3 separate regions of the Mus musculus genome follow, and regions 1 and 2 are each linked to region 3. Evidence: chromatin contacts called from public Hi-C and HiChIP or PLAC-seq data. All regions are on one chromosome and are shown on one strand. The core of a region is the stretch at or near the end of the contact, and the rest is flanking DNA. Distances in the headings are between cores, read along the strand shown.

Region 1 (3,245 bases), core at 461-2,960, 220 kb after region 3:
AAGGGAAATACCGCACATGGCTGTCATTGTCTTCCAGTAAGCATTCAAACACTTTTGCATTGCATCTACTTTGTAAGAGGCAGACTAGGAACACAACGCCAAAGTCTTGTTTATGCCGTTTGGGTGTCATGGATACATTTAAATTTTCTGCTCCTGGAAGAGACTCACATACTGATGCTCAGAAGAAAAAAAAATTCTACAGAACCACCAAGATGTTTTAGATAAAGGTGGCCTTTCAGATCAATGATATAAGGTTATACAAGAGGGTTTGGGGGTGGGGTGCTGGGATCTTGCTCCCCACCCCCAAACTAAGATCCTTACTGAGGGATACTGTAATCTTCAGAGGAAATGAGTTGTGAGCCTGATAAAGCCAACTGTGCCAGGTTTTCCAAGGCAGGTGTTAGACAGCATCTCTTTCTTTTGTGCTGAGCAGGTCCAGGGCACACTGGTGTTACAGTCTGCAGAGTTCCTCGGAGCTGGATACTAGGGTCCCAAGAACTAATGTCTGAACTCAAAGCTATTGCTCACTGTAGCAAATCTTCATACACTACTCTCTCTTTCAAGAGCTAAGGGCCTTCAACCAAGAAAGGAGTGAAAATTCTAGATCCCAGCAGAGAAAACAGAGAGGGGTGGGTGGAGAAGGCGGGGTAGGAAGCCTTTCCTCTTTGCCTGTTAGCTGTTCTGTTGGCCTCCCCGGGATTGTAGGTCCCTGACATTCAACAATCTCTCTGGACAGTTCCTACCTAATGATGTACTTGATATTCTGACTAGCTGACCCAGCTTGCAGCTGCTGACGTCTTCTTCGCCCTCATCTCTAACATCTCTGAGCTTCTTTCAGCTCATTTTGTCCTGGGGAGCTACTACTGAACCATTGGGTAGATAAGGGCACAGTCAGAAAAATGTAAAGCATCGAGAATGTCTTAATGCTGAAAATGCAGCAGTGGTCGGATCATGTGTTTAACTCTTCCCACAAAAAGTAAGATTACATGTGTTCCAGTCTCTGTTGCCTGGGCAGGTCACTCCTCTGAGACCAACCTGATGACCAGACTTCAAAGATCACCCACCAGATTGCCAAGGTAGTCTCCAAACAGGAAATTTCCTATTCAGGCTTTCCCAACTCCTTCCGGTGCTACCCTGTTGAGAAGAGTGAGGACGGAGTCACTTGCTAAAATTGCAAAGGCCAGACCTGCAGCTGGCTGCATTGAGTTGTTTCTGAAGCTCCTTGGAGCAGTTGTGACTCATCCCTCCTACAGTCCCTTCACTTCCCACCCCTCTCACCAAACCAGCTACCCGTCTCACTCTGACTCCTATGAGCCCACTTATTTTCAAATTTGCTCAGTAAACACAACATCCAACCCCAACTTGCTTTCATGCACAGGATGGAGAGAGGGAGAAGGAGAGGGAGAGGGAGAGGGAGAGGGAGAGGGAGAGGGAGAGGGAGAGGGAGAGGGAGAGGGAGAGGGAGAGGGAGAGGGAGAGGGAGAGGGAGAGGGAGAGGGAGAGAGAGAGAGAACACTCTCGAGATTAAAAAAAAAGGGGGGTGGGCTTATGCAGGAAAGAACAACCAAAGACAGAGTAAGGATTTCTTCCCTGGACTTTGGGGAGCGAGAAACAATAGCTAATAAGAGACAAGAGCCAGGTTTAGGACTTGTGCCATCCTGCCCAGCTGATTTAAAGGGACACACCCATCCTAGGTAGTTTACCGGAAGTTGCTCCACAATCGCCTGCACACACAGCCCTGCGATTAGGAACCAAACAACCCTCTGGAGCCCTGGCTGAGCTGAGAGGGTCACAATGGACGAAACTGGCTTCCTTCCACACAACAAGGAAACTCAGACATATTTTCTCTGCTCCACCTTCCAGCCCTGTTGCCAAAGTCACAACAAGAAATGCAAACACCTCGATTTTTTCAGAGAAGTTGCAGGTATTTCCTGGATGGTTCCAACTGCCAATAAAAAAGAAAGAAGAAAAAAAGCAGCTTGTGGGTAAGAGAGAACAGCAGCTCCTTTCAAGAAAAACTCTGTGGAAGAGAGCAAAAGAAGAAACCAGAGTTTGATGAGATGTGACTGAACCAAGTGACGCTTAAAACCAGTTCCAGCGGACAGCAGTTTTAAGGGGGTGTCAAGACATGTAACCATTTCCCAATTCTCATCTCAAACCCTACTTTGCTATGGTCCCAGAGCCCAGGGACTCCAAGCCCACCCCACCCCCACCCCTGCCCTAGTACTTTGAAAATAGAAAGTATTCAATAGATCTGCTCAATAGTATTATCATCATTTATTAGTCGTTTCTGTGTACGTATGATTTATACATGTGCGTACCTAAAGATGTGCAGGTGGCGACTGCCGAGACCACGTGTGTAGAACTCCGAGGAGCTGAGGCATCCTCCTCAGTCACTCACCGGCTTATTCTCTTGAGACAACACTGCGGTTACAGGTGCACGCGGCCAGGCCTGTCATTTTCAGGGGGGTACCAGAGAACTGACCTCAAGTCTATCAGCTTGTGCAAAAAGTGCCCTTACACACTAAACCACTTCCTCAACCCTTGGCCAACATTATTTGTTGAGTGCCTGCCCCTTTTCAGGCACTAAAACATGGAGCATTGTAACAATAGAACTATCCCTGTGTCTCCTGCAGATCCTTAGGGACATGCAGGCAATGATCATCTGTATACAGAAACAACTAATAAAGAAATTGGTTTCAGAACCCCTCTCAGATCCCAAGTCCAAGGATGTCCAAGTCCTTTATAGTAATGCTATATAGTTTGCATATAACACACACACACACAACCCTACACTTTAATCATGTCTTGATTACTTTCAGTGCAAACTATAAATAGGACTGGGGATGTAGCTCAGTAGTAGACCACTTGAAATAGTCCTGACACTGTGTTATGTAGGAAATGATGACATGCTCAGAAGAAACAGAGCCACCACAGGCCTAACTGCATAATACATAACAAAAACAACTTAGCATATCTTTCTTTGCAACATTTTCCAGCTCCCAGGTAATAAGGCTTGCAGCTGTGGGGCCAGCGGATAGGAAAGGGCTGCCTATCTATTTGGCTCGGAGATCAACCCAATAAAGCTAATCATTAGACTCTTAGTGGAAACTCAGAAGCGCGCGTTTAGCATGAGCCCCAATTAAAAACACACTTTACTTTCCAAGTTGTAGATCTTTTTTTATTATTATTATTAATTCCTTTGCTTTAAAACTTAGTTCAGTCCGCGCCATAGCCTTTTGCTT
Region 2 (3,170 bases), core at 274-2,773, 150 kb after region 3:
ATGTACATGGATGCACACAGACCAAACATCTTCAGGCATTTATTTTAGACAGGGTCTCACTATGTAGATCAAACTGGGCTCAAATTCACAGAGATCCACCTGTCTCTGCCTCCCAAATTCTGACTGAAAGCCAGAACCACCCCCTAGCCCTTGGGTAGTTCTAAAACCAGCTATAGGAAAACAAAAGGCAAAGGTGGAAAAATTTTGTCAGATAAACCATTAAAAATTTTAAATTATAGAATTAATGGATATCATTAAAATTAAGAACTTATGGGGTGTGCCTAAAAATAGCTTTGATACCTGGATGGGGGTGGGGGGCATATGTGAACCAGAAAACAGGTCAAAGGAAATTCCAGAGTGAGGCTGAAAGTCACAAAGATGAGACAGTGTAAGACGAGCATAGATTCCATAGGGGAACACTGCAGGGTTTAAACTGTGGCTAATTTGAAAGTCTACAAAGACAAGACAAAGTGTGAGGCAAATTCTTGAGAAGACCACAACGGGACATTTTCTAATCACACATCAAAAGTCACTGAAAACCACAAATGGCCAAACACAGATAAAAACCATACCCAAGCCCAAAACAGAAAAAAAAAAAAAAGAAAAGAAAAGAAAAAAAAAAGAGAAAGAGAAAGAAAAAAAACAGAGGGCAAAAGACATGTTACCTTTGAAAAAACAAAGCCAACAGCAAAATATCCCAAACCTTTAAGCTCAAATTCAGTACTCCACAGAAACAATGGAAGCCAGAAGACCTTTGAAAGAAGTCCTGGGCCAGCATAATTTAGCAGACAAAGGCCCAAGCCAGCAAACCAGATGACTTGAGTTCAGTCCCCACAACACTACGATGGAAGGAAAGAACCAACTCCTAGAAGTTGTTCTCTGACCCCCACACTGCACTGTGGCTGCATATGTGCACAAACACGCATGCACGCACACGATGTCAAAAATAATTTTAAAGAAAAAGCATTAAAGGAAAAAGACCACCTTGTGGATTTTTATGTTCAGACAATATTTCATTCAAGAGTAAAGATGAAATCAAGTCATTTTTTTACTTGGAGAAATACTTACAGATTCCCACCATAGCCTAAACATGGTGGGGTACCCTATAACCCCAGCACTCAGGAAGCCAAGGCAGGAGAGTTGAGAGAGGCAGAGACAGAGACAGAGACAGAGAGAGATAAAAATTGAAGTCCCTCAACTATTAACCTTCCAGAATTTTCTATACACAGTTTAGTAGGAGTCATATTAGACAGGTGCACAAGTGAGACACAATGAAAGAAAGATGCAAACTAAATCACTCAGGACAAAGCTGGGTTTGAATCTCTGTCCTAGAAGCTGACAGTGGTCATGCCACACCCGGGCTCTTCTGCACCTTCATCATCGAGTGCTTCTGCGTGTTCTTGCCACTTACCATGTCACACAGCCATGTCCCCAGCCCACTGGACACTCTTGTCTTCAGGCACATGCTGTCTGGGTCCCCAGTTACCCTCAACAGATAGCTCTTAACACACAGGATTACAGGGATCTGCCTGTGCTAATTGCTGTAGTGGGGGTAGGTGTACTTGGAGATATGTAAGCTATGGTTGCTACCCTCAGGGAACTCATAAGTTCGCTGAGGATGTGAGACATAAATCATATAACGCTAACTAATAATTCTGTAATTATCATAATAAAATGATGCAGTGGAGACCAGAGAGCAGTCTGTACTTAATTGCCAACTAAGTTAACTAGTTCATAAGGAATCCATAAATCACTATTAATTGGATTTCCAAGGAAAGCATTTATGTCAGAGGAAGAGCAGATTGGAGCAGAGGAAATGCCTGGCCAAAGAGAGTTCAACAGACAAGCAGGGTGAGATAAAAGAGGGTCAAAGCAGGGCTGTGGTGCTGATGAGGACAGAGGAACCGCCTCAGGCAGCATCACAGATGATGCTCCGGAGTCACCCACCACTTCAGAAACAAATCCTAGGTATTTAACACCAATCTTCAGTAGTAGCACACACAACCGCCTTAGCCATCAGATATTGTTATTTCCATTTTAGAGATGAGTAAAAATAGCTAAAAAAAAAAAAAGGAAAAAAGGAAACCCATCCCAAAAGATGAGATAAATAAGTTAAAAATAAAAAGCCAAAAGGGAGGAGGTATGGGGGTGAGGGGAAAGGAAGACTAGGAAAGAGGGGCGATGCTCCCCCTGAAAACAGAAAGGGGGAAATTATTATAAAGTTCAAGGACTGTAACAGAAACTTCCAGTAGTAATTCTTGGTTAGCACTCAATAATTCTCCCCCTAATCCACATTCACTTCTTATAGAATATTCTAGACTCCTCACCCTGACTGATGTGTGTAAGGACGTCCATGCAGAAGCACAGAGACGGGGAGAAGCGGAGCTGAGAACGACAGCCACCATGGTTTCCAATACCACATTCATTCCGGAGCTTACGAGGAGCTCAGAGCTTCCCGTGCATAGCGTCATTTAGCCTCCCAACAAGCCACCCGGGCAGAGCGTCTCATCTCCATCTTGTACTGGAAGAAATGGAGCCACTTACTTAGCCTGACCTCAGAGGAGCGGCAAGGCTCAAGATCCAATCCAAACCTTTCTGCCTCCAAGGGCCACAGCAAAACCCAGTGTTTCTCAAACCGCTGGTAAAAGCTTGCTAAGGCACTGTGCAATGTGTTTGGGGGTTTTGTTATTGTTTGTTTGGTTTTTTTTTTTTAATTAAGATTGGTATTCTCGCCGGGCAGTGGTGGCACACGCCTTTAATCCCAGCACTCGGGAGGCAGAGACAGGCAAATTTCTGAGTTCGAGGCCAGCCTGGTCTACAAAGTGAGTTCCAGGACAGTCAGGGCTACACAGAGAAACCCTGTCCTGGAAAACCAAAAGAAGAAGAAGAAGAAAAAAAGATTGGCATTCTTGGTTTATGATCAGCAAGTTTAATTTAATTTTAATGGACTGGAGTATAGAATAGAAAATATAAGAAGGTGCTACAAATAGAGTCGACATAATTGCAAGGAACTTCCTCCTATTTCAGACCTCATCATATATGGTGCTGTAGCATCGTTGATACTAATACTGTGGCTGATAAGGTTTAAAGAGAATTGCATTTAGGCTGACCTGACCCTTTAACAGTGTGTGTGTGTGTGTGTGTGTGTGTGTGTGTGTGTGTGTGTGTAC
Region 3 (3,302 bases), core at 340-2,839:
AATAAAACAAAAATAATGATGAAAAATTAACCAGTCAAAAGAGGGTCTGTGGTAGAGTGTTTGGTATGCAGGGGGCTTGGGTTCAACTCGCAGCATAGAAAAGAAAAACAAAGAAAGAAATCCTTCAAGAAGAACTAGCTTGTTTTTATTAAATTTTTGTAACGAACACCAAATAGGCTTTGAATAATGGTTTCTCCTGTGGAAGGACCTGCTGTGAGTCCACACTGTGCACACAGCAGGGAGCATGGCCCAGGTCACCATCCAGTGAACGTCCCTGCTCACTTAGTAATGTGGGTAGCCATCCTGTGGAGGGTCCCTTCCCGGTCTCACTTTCCTTTCAACCCTGTAGATTCCAACACTTGGTGTCAGTATTGCCCCAAAGCCAAAACAGGATCAGGCTGGAAATTAAGAAAAACCCGAAAAGCTCTGGAGTGTGTTTTCAGATTCGAAGGCAGAACAGCGAACAGGAACCCTGTGAGTGCCATCGCTAAGCTGGTGGCTGGTCCCGCAGGAGCCAGAGCTGCTAGGGAACAGATGGGGAGGGCCCTGAGCCTGTCTGGGACAGGGGTTTGGCACTCTGGCTAAACTGATTGCCCCGCAGCTATCTGGCCCTCCTGGAGCTTCTTTCTCGCCCATGCTAGTACCCGCTTGTTAGGAACTTCCTGTGGTCCATCCTTGTCGTAGTAAATGCTTGGTGCCCACGGGTATGAGGGGAACAGCACGTAAACAAACATACGCAATAGAGAAAAAATGAAGGCCAAAGGAAAGCAGGCTGGTTGACGGGTTATGGGTTCTAGAATCATCCAGACACCTGATGTCCTCTCCCAGCCACTGGGCTGTCTCTTTCTTGTATTTCTTCCCATTTGCTGCTGCTCCTCCTCCTCCTCTCCCCCCTCCCCCTCCATCTTCTTCCTCTTCCAACTCCTCTACTCTTCTCTCCCCTCCCCCCTCCTCTAAATCATACTCGAGATCCAGGTAAATTTATGTTTGCTGCTTTATTGCTTTTTTTTTTTCCTAAGCCACAACTGCTCAGAGCTTGGGATGTCTATCACTTCTCACCTAGGTCTACACCAAGCCCGGTCCCCCTCTCCCTGGTGTAGAAAGGGTCCTGTGTCACCCAAGCACCTGTGCCTGCATTGGGAGAAGGCAAATGACACCTTCGTCATTTATAAATGCTGAAACCACAGTGCCCCTTTCTTCCCTCACTCCATTCCTCTCTCTCTCTCTCTCTCTCTCTCTCTCTCTCTCTCTCTCTCTCTCTCTCTCTCTCTCGTTCCCACGATGTTAAATCCATCCTGCCTACGGGATTTTTTTTCCCACTAATTGCACCACCTGCTTAGTTTTCTACCATTCTTCCTTGGTTTTCAAGGAATCACTTGCTTTTTTGTGTAGTCGTTCATGGGATTCAATACACGTGGCCATTTTCTTGATAGGAGCAAGAGAAAGGTGTGGACAAATCTTACCTTGGGGCTTTGCCTTGCACTGAGGAAAAGAACTGCGGCTGGGATGCAGCCTGTGGCTTATCCACCCCAGAGATCCGGGAGCAGATGTGAACTCTGCCCTCTAGTGGGGAAAGAGGGGGAAAGCCGCTACCCTGACCTCACCAAGACCAGACCACATCTACACCAATGGGAACCTCCTGAAGGATGATACACTGTGGATCCTTACGCCAATCCGCCAATCCTAATTTGGACCTGAATTTATGCCCAAAGGATCCATAGGAAGAAGTAAAGACGGGATTTTCTCTTAGGGGTGCCACCGACCCTCTGCCTCAGTGGGGAGATGCCTCATGTCCCGCTGCTGTGACAGAATGCCTGAGATAAATCAATGTAAACACCAGGTTTATGTGACCAATACTTTCAGAGATTTTTAGTCTACATTTGTGTCGGGTCTCGACTCCCCAAAAATGACAATCTGGGTTCGGCTCAGGCTTACTTGGGCCAGGTCAACACTTAGCATTCCTTAGAAATCTTGTAAAATGGGTTTCTGCTTGCCATGAAAACTGTTACCTTCTTATAAGCTCCTGCAGTCTCCGGAAATTGCATTGAGTTCCCTATTAACTTAAACAGTTCCCCAGTGGGTCAGAGCCCCATGCTCGTTCCCAGGCCGCTCCAGCTAACCCACCCTCCACCCGCTGCAACATGTCTCCTTCTAACTGGCAGGACTCTGCCGATATCCATGCTGTTTTCTCTGAATCCCAGGAGACAGCCTTGGTGGTTGAATAAACTGTTTTCCTTCACCCACAGAGCTGTCTAATTTTGGCAGTTTCACTTCGCCTTTGCTTACAAGTAGATGACACACATTGGTTCTAGGATGACGGAGGATGTGGGGGCGGAAGCAAGTGGCAGAAGTTGGAGTGGGATTCGCCTCATGGGAGCTGAGGAGCAAAGAGACAGAAGAAAACATTGACCCCCTTTAAGGACACAACAGCCTAACTTATTTTCACTAGGCTCCATCCCCTAATGATGCTACTATCTCTCAAAAGTATCAGAGGCTGATGACCAAGACAGCCATTTGGGAATATTGAATTTCCCAGCCATGAAAACAAATAGAATCAGGAAGTTGATAGTGCTTATAATGAATGCAGGGTTAGCTGAGAGAAAACTCATGACAAATATTAACATCCGTAAGCACGAGAGCCATTGACAAAATTTAAAACCCAAAGAAGGGGCCCAACAGGTAAGGTTTAAATAGCTTCCTCATAGGTGAGAGGCAAGTGGGGGGATGTTGTGGATAGTTTTAGAGATCCTCTGAGTTTTGAGAACGGAGAACAAGCCTGGAGAACAGTAGATGGCAAAAATTCCTCAGCATAGCAGCTGAGATGCGGAAGTTTGCCTCTGCCTCGTGATAAGTTGATTCTTCTTTGGCTGATGACATTTGAGTAAGTTTCAAGGTGACTTTGCTCCTCCTGGGTGACTCTGATTTTTTTAGGCAGATAATGGACTTCATAGAAACCTTCTCTAGTTGCCCCACCCCTACCTGTTCTGTTTATCCAGGGGCTCCTAAAGTCATCTGTACAAGTATCTTTTTTTTCCCTGAGCCCCAACACTTCTGTCCTTGAACAAAGGTCCTTTTCTGCAGTTCTTCTGGATTTCAGGTATTCTAATATCTCATGGGTTGATTATTTCCATCAATGATATTGCAGACAGTGATACTGGACCTTTCAAAAAATGTTTGACTTAAAGACCTGGACTTTGGGCTCTGACACCTGCTCAGGAGTTGAGTGCAAACAGTGCAGCCATTGTCTAACAATCTGCTCATTTCCCTTTGCAGCTGCTGTGAACATGTTATCTGTGTTATTT

Evidence for each region. A called contact is a pair of places that touch in the nucleus more often than the background predicts. HiChIP or PLAC-seq counts read pairs in DNA pulled down with a chosen protein or histone mark.
Region 1: a contact with region 3 is called in an H3K27ac HiChIP or PLAC-seq map of CD8 T cells, with 9 times the contacts expected there. The contact joins two enhancer-like sites. A contact is called at or near these places in 6 of 484 Hi-C or Micro-C datasets (CD8 T cells, the G1E-ER4 cell line, the HPC-7 cell line and 3 more), 12 of 115 datasets of contacts at active chromatin or transcription factors (the 230-238 cell line, CD8 T cells, bone marrow-derived macrophages and 7 more) and 1 of 9 other capture datasets (embryonic stem cells).
Region 2: a Hi-C map of the N1E-115 cell line shows a contact between it and region 3, with 5 times the contacts expected there. The contact joins two enhancer-like sites. A contact is called at or near these places in 2 of 15 datasets of contacts at CTCF or cohesin (large pre-B cells and pro-B cells), 20 of 484 Hi-C or Micro-C datasets (the 63-12 cell line, the AML12 cell line, B cells and 15 more), 14 of 115 datasets of contacts at active chromatin or transcription factors (the 230-238 cell line, astrocytes, bone marrow-derived macrophages and 8 more) and 3 of 9 other capture datasets (adipose tissue, bone marrow-derived macrophages and liver).

The regions. Positions count from the first base shown.
Region 1 is chr8:46,712,561-46,715,805 of GRCm38.p6, reverse strand. No RefSeq gene overlaps it. Among named protein-coding and RNA genes, the nearest start is that of Gm16675, 25 kb to the left of the region's middle. Within about 2 kb of position 1,710, at least 90 of the 459 cell types and tissues checked have an H3K27ac peak or open chromatin away from gene starts, as enhancers often do. A contact at or near this core is called in the 230-238 cell line, CD8 T cells and Th1 cells, where this site is marked.
Region 2 is chr8:46,782,659-46,785,828 of GRCm38.p6, reverse strand. The region is part of intron 1 of Irf2 (interferon regulatory factor 2); the gene reads right to left. Among named protein-coding and RNA genes, the nearest start is that of Gm31172, 9.4 kb to the right of the region's middle. Within about 2 kb of position 1,523, at least 5 of the 459 cell types and tissues checked have an H3K27ac peak or open chromatin away from gene starts, as enhancers often do. A contact at or near this core is called in the N1E-115 cell line, where this site is marked.
Region 3 is chr8:46,933,363-46,936,664 of GRCm38.p6, reverse strand. No RefSeq gene overlaps it. Among named protein-coding and RNA genes, the nearest start is that of Enpp6, 52 kb to the left of the region's middle. Within about 2 kb of position 1,589, at least 83 of the 459 cell types and tissues checked have an H3K27ac peak or open chromatin away from gene starts, as enhancers often do. A contact at or near this core is called in the 230-238 cell line, CD8 T cells, the N1E-115 cell line and 1 more, where this site is marked.